2 separate regions of the Sus scrofa genome follow, and region 2 is linked to region 1. The links are chromatin contacts, called in public Hi-C maps. All regions are on one chromosome and are shown on one strand. The core of a region is the stretch at or near the end of the contact, and the rest is flanking DNA. Distances in the headings are between cores, read along the strand shown. Region 1 overlaps LOC106510404 (a long non-coding RNA gene). Region 2 overlaps GNPTAB (N-acetylglucosamine-1-phosphotransferase subunits alpha/beta).

Evidence for each region. Hi-C and Micro-C count contacts between places; a contact is called where the count stands out from the background.
Region 2: a contact with region 1 is called in a Hi-C map of embryonic fibroblasts, with 2.7 times the contacts expected there. The contact joins two enhancer-like sites. A contact is called at or near these places in 7 of 47 Hi-C or Micro-C datasets (brain, embryonic fibroblasts, epiblast stem cells and 4 more) and 2 of 2 datasets of contacts at active chromatin or transcription factors (alveolar macrophages and skeletal muscle).

The regions. Positions count from the first base shown.
Region 1 is chr5:81,549,037-81,554,549 of Sscrofa11.1, forward strand. LOC106510404 (a long non-coding RNA gene) reads left to right here. Exons shown (of 6, transcript XR_002344191.1): 5 at 1,228-1,326; 6 at 2,187-4,314. Among named protein-coding and RNA genes, the nearest start is that of PAH, 170 kb to the left of the region's middle. Within about 2 kb of position 1,380, at least 1 of the 83 cell types and tissues checked has an H3K27ac peak or open chromatin away from gene starts, as enhancers often do. A contact at or near this core is called in embryonic fibroblasts, where this site is marked.
Region 2 is chr5:82,285,292-82,290,140 of Sscrofa11.1, forward strand. GNPTAB (N-acetylglucosamine-1-phosphotransferase subunits alpha/beta) reads left to right here. Exons shown (of 28, transcript XM_021092670.1): 4 at 1-424. Among named protein-coding and RNA genes, the nearest start is that of GNPTAB, 23 kb to the left of the region's middle. Within about 2 kb of position 3,565, at least 9 of the 83 cell types and tissues checked have an H3K27ac peak or open chromatin away from gene starts, as enhancers often do. A contact at or near this core is called in embryonic fibroblasts, where this site is marked.

The DNA.
Region 1 (5,513 bases), core at 130-2,629:
AGTGAAGGCGAAGCTATTTCTTTCGAATTAGGCTCCCCTCTCTAGAGCAAAATTGCCATCGAGAGAGAAACCCTAAGATTAGTGAGACTAAGGAGGGATGGTGCTACCACAATCTCTGCAATTTCTCTGTGGGAGACGGAGAAGATATGAAATTATTTCCTTTTACACAGCCAGGAAAACAATGAAAGACTGGTTATATTATGTGCTCCCCCCCAAAATAAACATAATGATGCTTTCTTAAGTGGTGCCTTGCTCTATGACCAACGTGCAAGTCATGAGTTTCCTGGGTAAGAAAAATATATGGACCACACACACGCAGCTATCCCTTAGATGTGCGGCTTAAAGAAAGAACTGATGGAATAAAACATCTTCAGCTTATGGTAGATATCGTGCTTCCCTGAGAGATGAAAGAACTTTAACACTGGAAAGTTCTAACTTTAGATCTTTTAAGGCTCCAGTGGGCAACAGCCATGTAGCATACTATAAACAGACCACGACCTCTACATCAGGGAAAAGAGACTGATATTTATAGGCTCTTCCACAGAGATTCTCTAGAGCCTAGCTTAATTTCAATCATCTCTCTGTGTAGTAACAAAAAAAAAATGTATCCATGGAAATGTGTACTAGAAACCTGGTTCCCTGTCTTTTACACATGAGGTTACCACTGCCAGTACCTTCTTATATTCTAGAAGGAGAGGTTCAAAGAATGGCTGGATATTGTACAAGCGATGCAGACATTAGAAAAGGGATTGGGTTTGATGAACTTGGAGGTCCTTGTCCACCCTAGGATGCTGGGGTTCTGTGTCTTCCTCTTTATTCAGCTGTGATGACACTTTTCATGTTTCCACGTTCTAGAAGGTCATTCCTCTAGGACCATGGCCAGTGGGAAATGTGTGTATCTGCGTGTGGAGTTAGTGTGTGTGTGTGTGTAAAAATAATTCAGGAGAAAATTAACCAATCTGCACATTCAATAGAAAATAACCAATTAATAAACTGATTCATCTTGGTATTAAAACATTCAACTCCACAGGATACTGTGTAAACCTAACCCAGTCAATACCACCCAGAAACTTAGGTGTCTCATACGAGGCGACCAGGGCCAATTTGCAATTGGAAAAATGAAAACTAGAAGCCAGAGTCAAAATGTTACATGAGGACACAGGTCTCTGGCATTGGTGTTCCACGATTTTCTCAGTAAACTCCCATTTCTTCATGCTGGTGACAAAGACCACTTAAGGCCGAAGTTCCAACCTGCAAGGGACGGTCATCATGACGGCCTGGGGGGAATCCAGAACGAGAGAGGTGGTCGCTGTAATGCCAAGAAAGGTAAGCAGTCCCGAGCAGATTTCAGTGTTATATATATTTTGTCCACAAGATGGTAGCGTCCACTTTCCATTTAATGTAAAGCTGGCCCATGATCCTGACTTCCCGTAAAGTAGGGAATGGTTTGTGTTGAACAGAGGCAGCCACTCTGGATACCCTTCAGGATTTTTTTAATTATGACTGTGATGAATTGTTGATGTGGAGTACATTTAGCTTTGCTATAGCGAGGTGGTGATTCGTCCGAAATAAAGAAAACTCGGAGATGTATTGCATTCCAGGCTCTTAAAGGGAATTTGAGAACTGGGAATACTTTAGACATCTAAAAAACACACCAAGGATCAGATACTGACATTTTCAAAAATACTACCTTAGTACATCATGCAAAGGACGTTCAGGATGTCAAGTTCAATTAATCTTGGGTGAAGTTTTGCACAGTATCGAAGTTCCTTCCATGAAACTAGTTCAAGTGGGCTATAGGTGGTTTCCCCTCAAATCCAGGGGGAAAGCTAGACCTTAGACGCTATGAAATTTCCATGAGCTAAATAAGAGGGCAGCATCAGCAAGCTGGCCTGCTCTGCTGCTCTGTGCCTCCCTCCCTCATGCAGCCTCCATGCCAGAAGGGACAACACAGATGGGAAAAACATCTGGCCCCGTCTGCCTCCATGGACCAGAGGGCCTTCTTTGAGGTTCAGGTCTTGGGCGCGCATCATTTTTTTTAACTCTTTTTAAAATGAGGAGCTCAAGTGGGATTTCCTTTCATCTTACTATATTATTTTCAAATTCAATTAGGTCTAATGCTCTGTATCAGAACCACAAAAGCAAGGCTTCAGGGCATCTAAGCCACTTCCCATTCTGTTGTCCAGAACAGCTGAGCACCCCACCTAAGAAGGAGAGAGGGAAATAAGCCAGGAACAGAAGCTGGGACAAGATAATGGCAGAGGAGCAGGAGGCGCAGCCCTGTGGCCCCGGCGCTATGGTTGCCTTTCCAGCAGGCTCCAGAACCAGGTCAAGTCTCTCCAGCCCTCCTAGGGTCAGCCCTCATCCTAGCTATCCATTTGATATGCCCTACTCCCTAACAGGCATCCTTTGACCTAACCTAGAGAGCACCTCACGGTACCTTTAATTTTTCATATTCTTGTCTTTCGTATTTTTTTTCGGCTTCAGTAACTCTGACCTGAATCAGAAACCCCATAGCTCCAGCTTGCACACAAGAAGCATTCATGCATCAAAGGTCTCGAAGAAGAAATGCAAATAGTGGCTGTGGTGAAATTTTTTTTTTTCCAGGAGATAAAAGAGTATAGAGAATTGATTGGTTGAGAGAAAGAGAGAGAGACTTTAAGACAGAAAAATCAACGTTCGAGACTAACCATGATTCTCACTGGGTAACTCAAGAGCCTTCCACCAAAACTGGCTATTTTCTCTTCTAGGTGAATACTTTTACCAGTACAGCTGCCTAATTACATGGCAAGTCAATGTAAACTAACGAGGTTTTCTGTTCCCCATACCCCTGACAGGGTATTCTTTACATTGTAAATAATACATTAAATTATATGTGATGGACTGAATATGAGCAAGAGTTCATTTCAACAATGCCCCACTCTGAAACTTCTAGAAGCCCCAGGCCTGTTCCTGTGGAGGATTGTGAGGCTCTGCTCATGCCCGGCTGGAGCTGGGATGCTGCAGAAACGTGCGAGAGGCTGGAAACACCATGGAGAGAGGGGGCGAGGCCAGGGGAAGGGGATCAGAAGAAGAAGGGCTGACTCCCAGGGACCATCGTTAGCTCAGTGAATGGACTGGAAGCGAAGAGGGGTGTTGATTATCTCCCAAATTCTCTGCATTTCTGTGTTTGAGTAATAGAAAAAGTGCTTTCCTTCTGGAAGTATGCTCTGTCTACTGGTCTTTCCAGAGCGTATCAGACAAAATGGAAGGCTACAGAAGCACAGTTCCCCAGGGTGGAGTCAGGTGTTCTGAAGCACTTGTCATTCCTCATGCTCTTCTCACTCACCCGCTCAGTCAGCCGTCTGTCTGTCTGTCTGTCTATCTGTCTGGACTGTACTATACATATTCCCTTATAACTGGCTCTTTTTACTTAATGGTATGTCATAATCACAAACTTTTCCCCAGGCGATTCAGTCATTTTTCCTCAAATGTGATCTTTAATCCCCACATTACAATCTATCTATCTCACAGAAGTGCCAATTTTTCATTCATTTTCTTTTTTGGCCATTCCTTTCAGCTGGGCATCTAGGGGTCTGAGCAGCAAATTCATCTGACCAAAGTTGTTGGAAGATGGAGTGAAAGACTGATGCCAAAGCCATCGTCCCCTCCTTGCTGCAGAGAGGGGGAACCATGGGCTGCTGCACTGCACCAGCTGAGGCGGGATCTCACCCCTGGATGGGTGCTCAGGACACCTGCCAACTCTGAGAGCCTGAGATTGCTGCCAGTCACCCACACTGGAGCGCTGCAGGAGGAAAAAGCAGACAAGCGACAGGCTCCTGAGCTCCTGCTCTAAAATCGTGGACTCCTTCCCAGCGGAAAGGGAGTCTTGGTTTTCTGCTTGAAAGGACAACATGTCCTCGGCCTCACGGTCACCTGCAAAAGGAACTTCCAGTGGACCTAAGTCCACACAGAGATTGATGGGTGGGAGAGTGGCACTGCATGAGGCCCACACTTAAGATTCGCAGATGTGCTGCACATAATATCAGCCCTCTGTGTGGTGCAAATGAAGAAAATGTTCCGCTCTTAATTGAGAATCTAGGTGGAGTCACCCAGCAGGAGGCACAGCCCCAAAAGAGCCGTGGATGTGGGAGGTGGGCCAGGGCCTGGACAGAATCATTTGTGCGAGGGAAATGAGAGCTCGCTTCTTGAGACTCTTTGTGCTGCGTGGAAGGTGGAACAGATTCGAAATCTCATTACTATTATTAGATGCCCTCATTTCCTCTTCCACTTCAAATTTTGTATTTTTCAATAAAATCCACATTTTCTCCCACAGTCCTTGAGGTGTGGCCTGCAAACAGGAAATCGAGAGGCTCCCATCCGTCTCTCATCTCCCCTCCCTCATGCACCAGGCCCGGGGTGGGAAAGAGAAGCAAGGAAGTTCAGATGGGCTTCAGGGGCTGTTTGCGCTCACTCAGGAACAGGGAGGGCTGGGGGAAAGTACCGAGCAGAAGGAACCAGAACATGCCTCCTGCTGCCACCGCCATCTTCCAAATCTGAGTTTCCATTCGAAACGGTATTTACCAAGCACCAACTCTATGCCAGGGACGGCTATGGACTTGGTGCCTGGCCCCTTAAAATTCTTATGTTGAAACTCTAATCCCCAACCTGAGAATATCTGGAGGTGGGGGCCTCTGGGAGGTGATCAGATTTAAAAGAAGTCATGAGGGTGGAGCCCCCAGAGTGGAATGAGCACCTTTATAAGAAGAGGAAAGGGAGTTCCCATCATGGCACAGTGGTTAACAAATCCGACTAGGAACCATGAGGTTGTGGGTTCGGTCCCTGCCCTTGCTCAGTGGGTTGACGATCCGGCGTTGCCGTGAGCTGTGGTGTAGGTTGCAGATGTGGCTCGGATCCCAAGTTGCTGTGGCTCTGGCGTAGGCTGGCGGCTGCAGCTCCGATTGGACCCCTAGCCTGGGAACCTCCATATGCCGTGGGAGCGGCCCAAAGAAATAGCAAAAAGACAAAAAAAAAAAAAAAAAGAAGAGGAAAGGACCAGAGTGTGTGTTCCTTCTCCCTCTTCTCCCTGCCCCCCGGCCACTTTCTCTCAGTCATGTCATCCCTCTATGCCACATAAGCTTATAGCAAGAAGGTGGCTGTCTGCAAACCAGGCAGAGGGGCCTCACCAGATACCAAATCTGCCGGCCCCTTGATCTTGGACTTTCTGGCTTCCACAAGTGTGAAAAATAAATGTTAGGAAAGCCACCCAGTCTAGGGAGGTTTTGTTATTTATCGCCTCCTGAACAGCCTAAAACAGGGACTGTACCAGGACGCAATAACCAAAAGATAAACACATTTATTTATTCAGTCTAAGAATATTTATTGACTGCCTACTGTATACTAGGAACAGTAATGGGCAATTGGGAAGACAATGGTGAAACAAATAGATTTAGGGGCTATGCTTTATGAATCTTTCAGTCTGGCAGGCAATACGGATATCAGATTAAAAATGACTTTAGGATTTTTTTTTTTTT
Region 2 (4,849 bases), core at 2,315-4,814, 740 kb after region 1:
ATCTGTCTGACAAGTGTGACCGCTGAGGACCTGGGGGTAGCCTAAGTGGTGTCTCCTCTGTGTCCCACCATGACTGACTCCTTGGCAAGTAGAGAGCAGATGTTTCTGACCCCAAGTCCATCTTACTGCACCAGCCAGAAGCAAATGAGAGTAAGAGTTCAGGAATCTTTGGCCATATTGGGGTTCTTCAGGAGTCATGCATGGCTGTGGGAAAGCTCATCTCAAACTCCTACCAAAGGTTGGAGTGGCACATAAACCCTTCTGCTTCTACTTCTGATTCCTACTACCTACCCGCTGGCCTCCAAGTCTGAATGCACAAAGCTCAACCAGGATTCACTCTTGAAGCAACAAAACAGACATTTTCCTAAACTCACCAGTTTAGGGACTTCATTCCTCAGGGCCTTATATGATCCTACAAGAGCTGGTAAGTTAATTCATACTCATGTGGTAATGGTTGATAATCACACAGTCCTAGAGGAAAGGTTGACTGTAAAAGTCACAGCCTTGGGTTTGGTTCAACACCTATCATTTGGTACCTAACCTGGTGACAACCCAATTGCACCTTAATTTCCCCAGTAGTAAAATGTGACCAATTATAAGGAAATTACCTTCTCATAGTCTTTGATATGGTTGGATGCTCAATCAGTGTTAACAGGAGTTCCCGTCATGTCTCAGTGGTTAACGAATCTGATTAGGAACCATGAGGTTTAGGGTTCAATCCCTGGCCTCGCTCAGTGGGTTAAGGATCAGGCGTTGCCATGAGCTGTGGTGTAGGTCGCAGACTCGGCTCGGATCCCGAGTTGCTGTGGCTCTGGCGTAGGCCGGTGGCTACAGCTCCGATTCAACCCCCTAGCCTGGGAACCTCATTATGCCGAGGGAGCAGCCCTAAAAAAGGCAAAAAGACAAAAAAAAAAAAAAATCAGTGTTAATGCAAGCAGGTAAAGAAGTGTTCATGGTTTAACAAAACTGAATATGTGGTTTTGAAAAAAAAAAATGTGTGTTGCCTCACCATAGGTAATCCCCATTTTGTCTTATTGAAAATGACAAAAGGATTTTTGTGGACAGTGAAATTATTCTATATGATACTACAAGAGTGGATATGTGCCATTATACATTTGTCAAAACTCATGGAGGAGTTCTTCTATGGCCCAGTGAGTTAAGAATCTGGCATTGCCACTGCAGTGGTTTGGGTTGCTGCTGTGACACAGGTTCGATCCCTGGCTGGGGAACTTCTACATGCTGTGAGTGTGGCCAAAAAACCCCCCAAAAATCAAGCAAACGAAAAAAACACTCATGGAATGTGCACCATACCAAGAGTGAACCCTAAGGTATACTATGGACTGTGGGTGATGATGGTGTAGCAATGGAGGTTAAAATCCATGTTCCACTCTGGTGGGGGATGGGCAGATAGGGAGGCTGTGCCTGTGAGCCATAGTGGGTATACTGGAACTCTGCATTGTGCTCAGTTTTGCTGTGAACCAAAAGTACTCTAAAAAGTACAGCTTAGGAGTTCCCGTCATGGCTTAGTGGTTAGCAAATCTTATTAGCATGCATGAGGAAGTGGGTTCGATCCCTGGCCTTGCCCAGTGGGTTAAGGATCCGGCATTGCCGTGAGCTGTGGTGTGGGCCGCAGACGCGGCTCGGATCCCGCGTTGCTGTGGCTGTGGGCTAGGCCGGCGGCTACAGCTCTGATTGGACCCCTAGCCTGGGAATCTCCATATGCCACGGGTGTGGCCCTGGGAAGACAAAAAAAAGGTACAGCTTAATTTTGAAAAATGGCATAAAAGGTACATTTAGGCAAAATTAAAGCCTATTATTTTTAGGTAAGTTTTTTTTTTTAAGTTTCGTATAGCTTAAGAATCTGTCTCTCTCTCTCTGGCCCCTGCATCACTGGTATCCCCACTCATTGGGTCATTAACCACTGACCACCAAGCTACAAGGCCAGAAAAGACTAAAAGGCCCGTGGATTCCCCCGGGTTCTGTGATGGGTTAATTTACCAGAAAGAGGAAAGGGAATATTGTGGTTGATGATCGATGTCTGTAAAAGCAAAATGTTCTCAGAAGATAAGGAAGTGTGAGTGAAGTGGCAGCCCTTCAAAGAGATATCAAAAGAGAAAGTGGTCAGAAAAGGGATGAGATCAGAAGAGGCGGACACAGAGGCAGGACCGCAGTGAAGAACCCAAGGGAGACAGAGACGCTCTTGACCGTGAAAGGGGGAGAGTGGGTGCTAGAGGGGAGGAGGTAGAAGACAGTGGGGTTCCGCCGTCTGCGGAGAGGGGAGCAAACAGCCTCGCCCTCCCTGCCCCAGGGGGCAGCGTGGAGGGGTTTGTACAACAGCAGTGACAGTCGGCTGACCTCAGTTCCACACCTGTACTGCAGAATCCACACGATGAACCAATGAGTTGCCCAGGAAAGGTGAACTTACCATAGCATTCTCAGTTTAGACGGAAGTGTGAAATAGCTGGAAAGGTTTTCCAACAAAAAATTCTCAAGTAAAAAGTTTCCAAAGGCAAGATGATAGTATTTGTCAAATCACACACACAGTCTCCGTTTCTCCCAGCATTCCCACTGAGGGGAGTTCTCCCACAGATTTCCTTGCACCTGTGAGAAATGCTGGATTACAAGGTCCTGCACTTGTAATTGCAAAGTTTGGAAAGCACGACTGGTCATCAAATGGGGACTTGTTAAAGAATGGCACAGCCATACAATGGAATTCTGTACAGGGGTAAAACAACTAAAAACGGAAGCAGCTCTCTCTACTGATATGGAAACATCTCCGAGATACATTGCTTAGTCAAAAAAAGGCAGGCTCAAAACTGTTGGCAAGGTATGCTACATTTGGAGTACAAGTTAAAGGGGAAATATTTTAAAATGTATGTTTCTGCTTATATTTTCACTGAAAGGAGCCATCTGTCAGAAGAGAGGTGAAATGAGTACATGTTGCTTGAGGAAAGTACAAAGGTTTTCACTGAGTACCTTTTCATATTGTTTTGATTTTTGCATCACATCAATATATTACTGATTCAAAATTTTTAAAATAAGAAAACATGGTTCAGAGAGTAACAGCTGTGAGTGGGAACAGGTGACTCCCCACTTATCTAGAAATTATCTTTCCACCCCAACACAGAGTCCAGATAACAGTAGTTTACTGTATTGGCATATTAGGAAAACGCTTGGGTATCTGCATAAGTCAGGGCTCTTACAGGAGTAAGCACGAGAAATCCAGCTCAAGTTTCCCTAAATTAAAAAGAAACTCACGTAACTGAAGGGTCCAGAGGTGAAGCCAGCTGTGGGAATGGAAGACTCTGCTCATCGCTGAGGGATTGCCTAGGCCAAAGGGTTACCAGGCATCATCTCATAGCACCCTGGCCCATACCATAGTGGAGATGGCTGGGAGCCCCTTCGACATTTTGCAAGCATCGGTTTTGGAGGTCACTGCCACCCCCAATGTGTTTGGCATCCTGCTGCTCTTCATTTTAGAAGATGAATCTGCTGGGGGTGACCCAGGAACGTCAGAAGCTTCTCCTCCAGGGTTTGAGGCTGTGGTTGCTCTCTTGTGCAACAGACAGGACGCAGATGCATGACATTCTGGCCTTGAGAATGCGGGGCATTCAGAGCCAGACCAAGAGTATGTGTGTGGGGAGACGGCTGGGCTTACCGGCTTGCCAGAATCAGGGAGTGGGAGAGAATAGAGACCACTTATCTCCCTCCTACTCCCCCTTCCTCATTCCAGGCCCAAACACCAGACCAGTGTGTCTGCAACTGAGTAAAAGATGAGAACATGGGACCACGCCACATGTAAGGGATGTTAGGAAACCCAAACACAGAACAACATTGATGTACTTAATTTGGTTTATGAAATGCAATTTCTGTGGAATCCTCTGTTAGTGTTTGGGGAAAAAAAAGAAAAGAAGAAAGACGCACTTGATTAGAAATCAAAAAAGTAAGAGTCCTAGGCAGCGATCTCTTGCCATCCAGCGGTAGAACTTCTTAACAGTCATTGACCCTCTCTTTCCCTGCCTTCGTCTCCTCATCTGAATACATATGACAGTGAATTGCCTGACCAACCTCGCGGGCATGAAATGAGACAAGAAAAACCTTGGAAAAATATAACTTCAAAGTTAGATGAAGGCACACTGATTAGCTACATGGCTTACATTTACTTTTTTTTTTTAACCTGAAAAAGTTGGCAACAGGTAAAATCTGGTTTACTCTCAATAAGGTTGGGTTGGCTTTTCTGACCTGTGGGGCACTTTAATTCTATAGTGGAATCTGTAGCTTGGAGTCTGTGCACGATTCTGTTTCCATCCTTTTCTTCTAAGAAACAACTTTTGTGCACTATCAGCCCAGTAGTTTGGGCAGAGTTGACCCCTCAGTGCTCCAGAGGTGGACCTGTGATGCTGGTCTGACCAATCAGAGCAACACACCTCTCTGGGCTACAGGATAGGCATGTAGCCCAAGCTAGCTAACCAGTGACAGTGAGTTTCAACTGGAGGGCTTTGGTTGGAACTACTGAGCTACATGAATTAAGAAACTCCCTGGGAGTTCCCTTCATGGTGGTCAACAAACCCAACTAGGATCCATGAGGTTGTGGGTTCCATCCCTGGCCTCGCCCTGTGGCTTAAGTATCTGGCGTTGCTGTGAGCTGTGGTGTAGGTCGCAGACGAGGCTCAGATCTGGCCTTGCTGTGGCTGTGGTGTAGGCCAGCAGCTACAGCTCTGATGTAACCCCTAGCCTGGGAACTTCCATATGCCACAGGTGCACTTCTAAAAAGCAAAAAAGGCAAAACAGAAAAACCAAAACCTCCCTGGTGCGCATCAGGTTAAGGATCCAGGCGTCATCACTGCTG